Linked DNA regions of Sus scrofa: region 2 is linked to region 1. A link is a contact called in public HiChIP or PLAC-seq data. All regions are on one chromosome and are shown on one strand. Each heading gives the region's core, a stretch centred on a gene start, on an enhancer-like site or on the middle of the called end of the contact. The rest is flanking DNA. Distances are from core to core; before and after follow the strand shown.

Region 1 (3,267 bases), core at 291-2,790:
CTGGCCTTGCTCAGTGGCTTAAGGATTTTGTGAGTTTTGGTGTAGGTCACAGACTCGGCTCGGATCTCACGTTGCTGGGGCTGTGGTGTAGGCCAGCAACAACAGCTCCAATTAGACCCCTAACCTGGGAACCTCCATGTGCCACAGGTGTGGCCCTAAAAAAGGCATTAAAAAAAAGAAGTGTGTGCGGCAGACAAAACATCATGTCCTTTTACTGGGTGCTTCCGTGTCTGTGTATGGGCACACTGTTCATGTTCCCAGTTTACAAATGAGGAACCGGCCTAAGGTGTGAATGTGGCCCTGTAGCCTGTAAGAGCCATGGCTGGGATTTATGGCCTAGATTCTCTGAGCCCTGATATTTGGGGGCCTCTCCAGCGAAACAGGTCTGTGGGATACCACTAACGCTGGCATCATGTGCTTTTTCTTGCAGAGAGGCGGCTTTGGTCGTGGACGTGGTCAGCCTCCTCAGTAAAGTTGGAAGAGATTGTTTTGTGTTGAATAAACCTGTAGCCAGAGAAGACCGTTATCTCTTGTGCCCTGTTTTGTTTGCATTGTGTATCCTGAACAGTAATGGTTTAAAGATCAGAATGTTAATGGGATAAGACTGGATTGGTTCAGGGAGTTGTCCTTAGGCAGGGTGACATCACTTGTTGCTCTCAGAGCTGCATTACATGACTTTACCTGGGCCCTCTTTGTTCCAGCACATGGCTAGAGTCAGCTCTAGGGCGGTTACGCTTCTGGGAGGTGGTTGGAAAGCTGGGCGTCTTCACCACACTAACCATGCAGGCTCACGCAGCTCTGCGTGGTGGGAAAGAAAATTGCTGTATGGTGGTCCTGGAATTACTGATCTTCAAAGCTCAGGGTTTACAAGAATCGGGAGAAAACAATGCACAAAAACATAAGGGCTGCCCAGCCATCCCCTGGGTTTTTCATCTTTGTAATCAAATAAACACAGGACAATTGGAGTTTAGCCTCCTTGAAAACAGAAAATGCACTATCTGGTTTTTCTGGAGTCTGTCATTGGTGACCCAGCTTATGACTTGAAGACGACACAGTGAGTCTTTGGGTGTGGCCAAGTGTCATCTTTTAAGTACCCACCCAGAGAGTTTCTTGAGACCATTTCTGCAATCCTGCACTGCCAACACCAGGTGCCTGGTATAGTGCTAAGCCTTGAAGGTGCAGTCGAATGAGAGCTGCAGGCCAGTTTGGTGGGTGAGGTGCCCACTTTGGTTTGCAGATCAAACTACCACTGCCTCTGGTTGCAGTGAACACACACTTCCTTCGCGGGGTCAAAGGTATTTGAGGCAGCAAGTCTGAGTCAACCAGCAGGCCCACCATGGTAAGGAAAGCTAACAAGACTGATAGCTAATAGAAGTGTATCTTCCTATGGGATTTGGGCATTTCGAAATCATTCGTGGGGTACTATGGGCCCAGCTTGGTATGGGAAGGGAGGAAGGGAAGCTGGTAACTGATAAACTGTAAGTGGTTCTGGGCTGGATAGTAACCACCTGTTTCAGTCCTGAAAGGCAGTTCTAGTTTAGGCCACAAGATGGCAGCCCTCAGCAACCCTGAATGTGCGCTTAGAGTCCTGGGGGGTGAGCTTTGTATTCTGAACCACCAATGAGTAGAAGCTTGCTTTGGCAGGAGGGGGTAGTGTTGGGGGAAGCTGTTTCAGAGCAGCCTTGGCTGCCTTGCCAAAGATTGCTTTTTATCCAATTTTTCTGCTGGCTCAAGCCATGTCAAGTGGTTTGCCCGTGTTCACACGCCTTGTGATTGTTTAACCTGGATTCTACTGTGAAATGTTAGCTCTCAGCTTTTCTGCTTCCCATCGAGGCCAGCAAGCAAGCAGATGGGTTTCCTCTATGGCCTTGGTGATTTTCCTGGCCCTAAAATGTCACTCTTTGCCAACCCTTCCCCTCGTGATTTGAATTGGTTACAGAGAGTGTTCTTTAAGATCCCCCATGGACTCTGGGAAAACGAAGAGGTCCACTAGGTAGAGTCAGATCCTGTGGATAAAAGTACACAGATGAAAGTGGTTCTTGCTGCCTGCCAGAACCTTGGCAGGTAAATTGAATGGCCCCTGGCATGGAATTGCTGTTTTAGGGATCAGTGTTGATAAATGCTCTGGTAAACAGGTGGCTTGAAATCTGCCTTCAAGGACCTCATTGTCTAGTTAAGAAAGCAGAACTAAAGCTATACATTGAGTCCATAATGCCAAATACTGTGTACGTGGCCTGTTAGTGCAGACTGAAAGGCAATGCCAGGCTGGGGAGTGAATGGAGGCTGGAGCGACCCAGAGGGTGGTCTGTGGAGCAGGGGAGTGGGGAGACCAGTCAGGGCATCTTGAAGTTTGATTGGAAAATGATGTTGGATGGTGTCAGGTTACGAAACAGATGTGAAGAATTAAGGTTTTTTCAAAATTCCCTGTTGGCCTAGGGGGTTAAGAATCTGGCGTCACTACTGTGGCACGGGTTCTGTCCCTGGCCAGGGAACTTCAACATTCTGTGGGTGCGGCCAAGAAAAGAAAAAACCAAATGGGGAGTTCCCATCGTGGCTCAGCAGTAACAAACATGACTAGTATCCATTAGGACGTGTTTTCCATCCCTAGCCTCGTTCAGTGGGTTAAGGATCCAGTGTTGCTGTGAGCTGTGGTGTAGGTCGCAGACACGGCTCGGATCCAGCATTACTGTGGCTGTGGTGTAAGCCGGCAACTACAACTCCAATTCAACCCCTAGCCCCAGAACTTACATATGCTGCTGGTGTGGCCCTAAAAAGACATTTAAAAAAAAAAAGGAATATCACCTCTGAGTGATATTTCCTGACAGATCCCACCGTACTTCAAAGTCCAGTAAGCTGTTCTGTGAGTGCCCTTGCAGTCAGCTTTAGCAGGCTGTGTGGGAACTGCTCACACGTGTCCATTTTCTCTGACTTTGAGCCTAGCTCAGTGCCTCACACATGGTATCTCTGTCGTTCACTGCCTCACTCAGTGGTTTAAGGATCCAGTGTTGCCATGAACTGTGGTGTAGGTCACAGACGAGGCTTGGATCCCGTGTGGCTGTGGTGTAAGCTGGCAGCTGTAGCTTTGATTCAACTCCTAGCCAGGGAACTTCCATATACCACAGGAGGTGAAGCAAAACAAAACAAAATTGCAGTATCTGTGAAGCGCTGTAAAATGAGATACGCCTGTATTTAGATCGGATCGATTTTTGATATAAGTATAAGCCCATGAAATCAAGATAATGAGTTGTAATCCCTTAGCCCACCCCA
Region 2 (3,267 bases), core at 208-2,707, 200 kb before region 1:
CCCTGCATTGTTGGTGGGAATGTAAGTTGGTGTAGCCACTATGGAAAACAGTAAAGAAATTTCTTTAAAAAACTGAAAATAGGGCGTTCCTGTTGTGGTACAGCAGAAATGAATCCAACCAGTATCCATGAAGATGTGGTTTTGACCCTAGGCCTCGCTCAGTGGGTTGGGGATCCGGCATTGCTGTGAGCTGTGTTGTAGGTCAAAGATGCAGCTCAGATCCTATGTGGCTGTGGCTGTGGCTGTGGTGTAGGCCAGCCAATTCAACCCCTAGCCTGAGAACTTCAGTATGCCACCAGTGAGGCCCTAAAAAAACCCAAAAAACAAAAAAACAAAAAAAAAAAAAACCATTCGACCCAGCACTCCCACTCTTGGGCATATATCCAAAGAAAACTTTAATTCGAAAAGATACATGCACCCCAGTGTTCATGGCAGTGCTATTTACAATAGCCAGGACATGGAAGCAACCTAAATGTCTATTGACAGAGGAATGGATAAAGAAGATGTGGTACTATACACAATGGAATATTACTCAGCCATAAAAAGAATGAAGTAATGCTATTTGCAGCAACATGGATGGACCTAGAGAGTATCATACTAAGTGAAGTAAGACAGAGAAAGACAAATATCATATGATACCACTTTTATGTGGAATCTAAAATATACAAACAAACTTATTTACAAAACAGAAATAGACTCTCAGACATAGAAGACAAACTTAGAGTTACCAAAGAGGAAAAGGGGTCGGGGAGAGAGAGATTAGGAGTTTGGGATTAGCAGATCCAAACTACTGTATGTGAAATAGCTAGCAATAAGTTCCTACTGTATAGCACAGGGAACTGTATTCAGTATAAACCCAAATCACTTTGCTGTGCACTAGAAACTAGCATGATATGTAAATCAACTGTGCTTCACTTAAAAAATAAAAAATGAATAAAGTTTTACCATTTTAACTTACTACAATTCTGTAGTATAAAGGATATTCACAGTGTTATGTAACCATCACCATCATCCATCTTTGCTTGTGCCCTTTTTTCCCCTGTTACACTACCTCCCTTTGTTCTTCAGGACACTTAACCATTTGAAATCAGAGAAAAACTTTTCTTGAGCAAAAACACTGAAGGAACTGAGACGTTTAACCTTTCAGGCTGGGCCTCATGCTGAGTTAGTGCCTTCCCTTTCCCATCTCCTCAGCCAGCTCTGTTTCATGCAGTTTCTTATTGGCTAGTAATAATAGTTGCATATGTTGTTTTGAACAGAATACAGTGCTATCATGTCTGCTTGTTCTTACATTGAATTGGAGCTGTTTAGTCTATTCTTGCTGTTCCTTGGCCCAGTGAGTTAGTGATCTAGATGGTCCAGGTGCCAAGGAACTTATACCCACATTTTAAGTTGTGTACCTTCCTGATAGATTAGAGCACCACTGGGCTAATGTCCACTCTCCACCTTTTACTTGTAAAATGAATATGCTTTGTCATCCTTCACTCCTGCTTCCTGCCAGGAATCCAGTTCACTACTTTCAGTTTCACTTCGTGCTTTAACAAATATTTCCTAATCTGTGGCTAAATTTCCTATATAATAGAGGTACAAGTAAGCAGGTTTTTTGGCTTGACTGTGGGATGAAGGCTGATTTGAGGAGGGAGATGAATCTGCCTAAGTAGGGTAGCTGGACTTTTCCACTTGTTAGTATTTCTACTGCGCTCGTCTCTGAGTCCTGTCTGATATGAGGTGGAGCCAAGTGGCGAAATATGACACAGGCTGAGGATAAGAATTGGCAGTTGTCCTGAGCGCACAAATAGTTTCTTCCCTCTCAAGCATATTTTACAGCCAAGTGAACAGAAAACAATTCAGGCTGTTTGCCTGGGACCTTCGGCAGAAAAATTATCTTTATAAAATGTGGACACTTAGTTTTTATGAAAAGCTTTCAGAAGAACAAAGTGCAAACTAGGCTTATTTTTCTCTCCCTCATTTTATCTTTGATCTCTAAGTATAAGGCTGATTCCAGATGTACTCCTAAGCCTATTTGTGGGTGGTAGGGTCTGGGCCTCCCCAAGTTTGACCAGTCACATATTCTTCACTTTGGATCACAGTCAGCTAGATAAGGAAATTTCTAGAAGAGTCTAAAGTCCAAGTGTTCCTATTGAATGGTCAAGTAAACAGGCACAGTTTGGACCCTGGCCCAGCTCTGCGCTGTGTAAATTTTATCTAGCACACACGGGCCGGCAGCTGGTAGTGGTATAATTCCAGGCAGTACTGATTAATACTACAGGCCACCCTTGCATGAGCCTTGACCTGAGGTAGCTGCTCTAAATATAGCCTTCCTTTCTGGCAGCTGCAAACACCTGGAGGAGCAGACAGGCCCCCAGCAGAAAAGTATTTGCTGTTAATAGCATGTCTCTTCAACAGTTGTGTACTGTCAGAACTTATTTCATGCTATGTTTGTGCATAATTAAAAGCAACCCGCTGAATCCATTGGCTTATGGTTGGGTTATGTTTGGAAAAGGCTATTTTTGCGTGGTTAAACTGTGGGGTCTGGGAATGATGTCACTGGTTTGAGGAAGACCATAATAAGAGAAGCAGTTACCGTAATTTCTTTGATCTCTAATGAACATAGCTTACTTAAACCCTTTAGTGGCCTTTGGTTTCTGGCACTGATGAACCATGCTGTCAGTCATGTGATTCTGTTCAATTAGAAACTCTGATTTGTGTGCTTGGAGTTCCTTCGTAAGGGGGCTTATAAGCATGTAAGTAATTAAAAAGAAAATTTACAAAATGGTACTTCCGAAAAGAAACTACAAATGACTTGTAAACATATAAAATACATTTAACTTCTCATAAAAAGAGAAAACTTTCTCTCGAGAAAACCATTTTAAGACCTCACTGAGATCTTATTTTTTACCTATCAGATTGACAAAAATCCAAAACGTTGGAGAAAAACTGTTGATGAGCCAGTGGGGAAATAGAAACTGTAGTACATTCTTTTTTTTTTTTTGTCTTTTTGTCTTTTTGTCTTTTTGCCTTTTCTAGGGCCGCTCCTGAGGCATATGGAGGGTCCCAGGCTAGGGGTCAAATCGGAGCTGTAGCTCCAAGCCTTCACCACAGCCACAGAAACACGGGATCTGAGCCAAGCCTGCGACCTACACCACAGCTCACGGCAACGCCAGATCCTTAACCCACTGAGCAAGGGCAGGGATCGAACCCGCAACCTCATGGTTCCTAGTCGGATTTGTTAACCACTGCGCCAGGACAGGAACTCCTGTAATACAT

Evidence for each region. HiChIP or PLAC-seq counts read pairs in DNA pulled down with a chosen protein or histone mark.
Region 2: an H3K27ac HiChIP or PLAC-seq map of alveolar macrophages shows a contact between it and region 1. The contact joins two enhancer-like sites. A contact is called at or near these places in 2 of 47 Hi-C or Micro-C datasets (embryonic fibroblasts and epiblast stem cells) and 1 of 2 datasets of contacts at active chromatin or transcription factors (alveolar macrophages).

The regions. Positions count from the first base shown.
Region 1 is chr7:30,432,869-30,436,135 of Sscrofa11.1, reverse strand. RPS10 (ribosomal protein S10) reads left to right here. Exons shown (of 6, transcript NM_001244106.1): 6 at 431-990. The coding sequence ends at 472. Among named protein-coding and RNA genes, the nearest start is that of RPS10, 8.2 kb to the left of the region's middle. Within about 2 kb of position 1,540, at least 14 of the 83 cell types and tissues checked have an H3K27ac peak or open chromatin away from gene starts, as enhancers often do. A contact at or near this core is called in alveolar macrophages, where this site is marked.
Region 2 is chr7:30,628,996-30,632,262 of Sscrofa11.1, reverse strand. All of the region lies in intron 2 of C7H6orf106 (chromosome 7 open reading frame, human C6orf106), which reads left to right. Among named protein-coding and RNA genes, the nearest start is that of C7H6orf106, 36 kb to the left of the region's middle. Within about 2 kb of position 1,457, at least 58 of the 83 cell types and tissues checked have an H3K27ac peak or open chromatin away from gene starts, as enhancers often do. A contact at or near this core is called in alveolar macrophages, where this site is marked.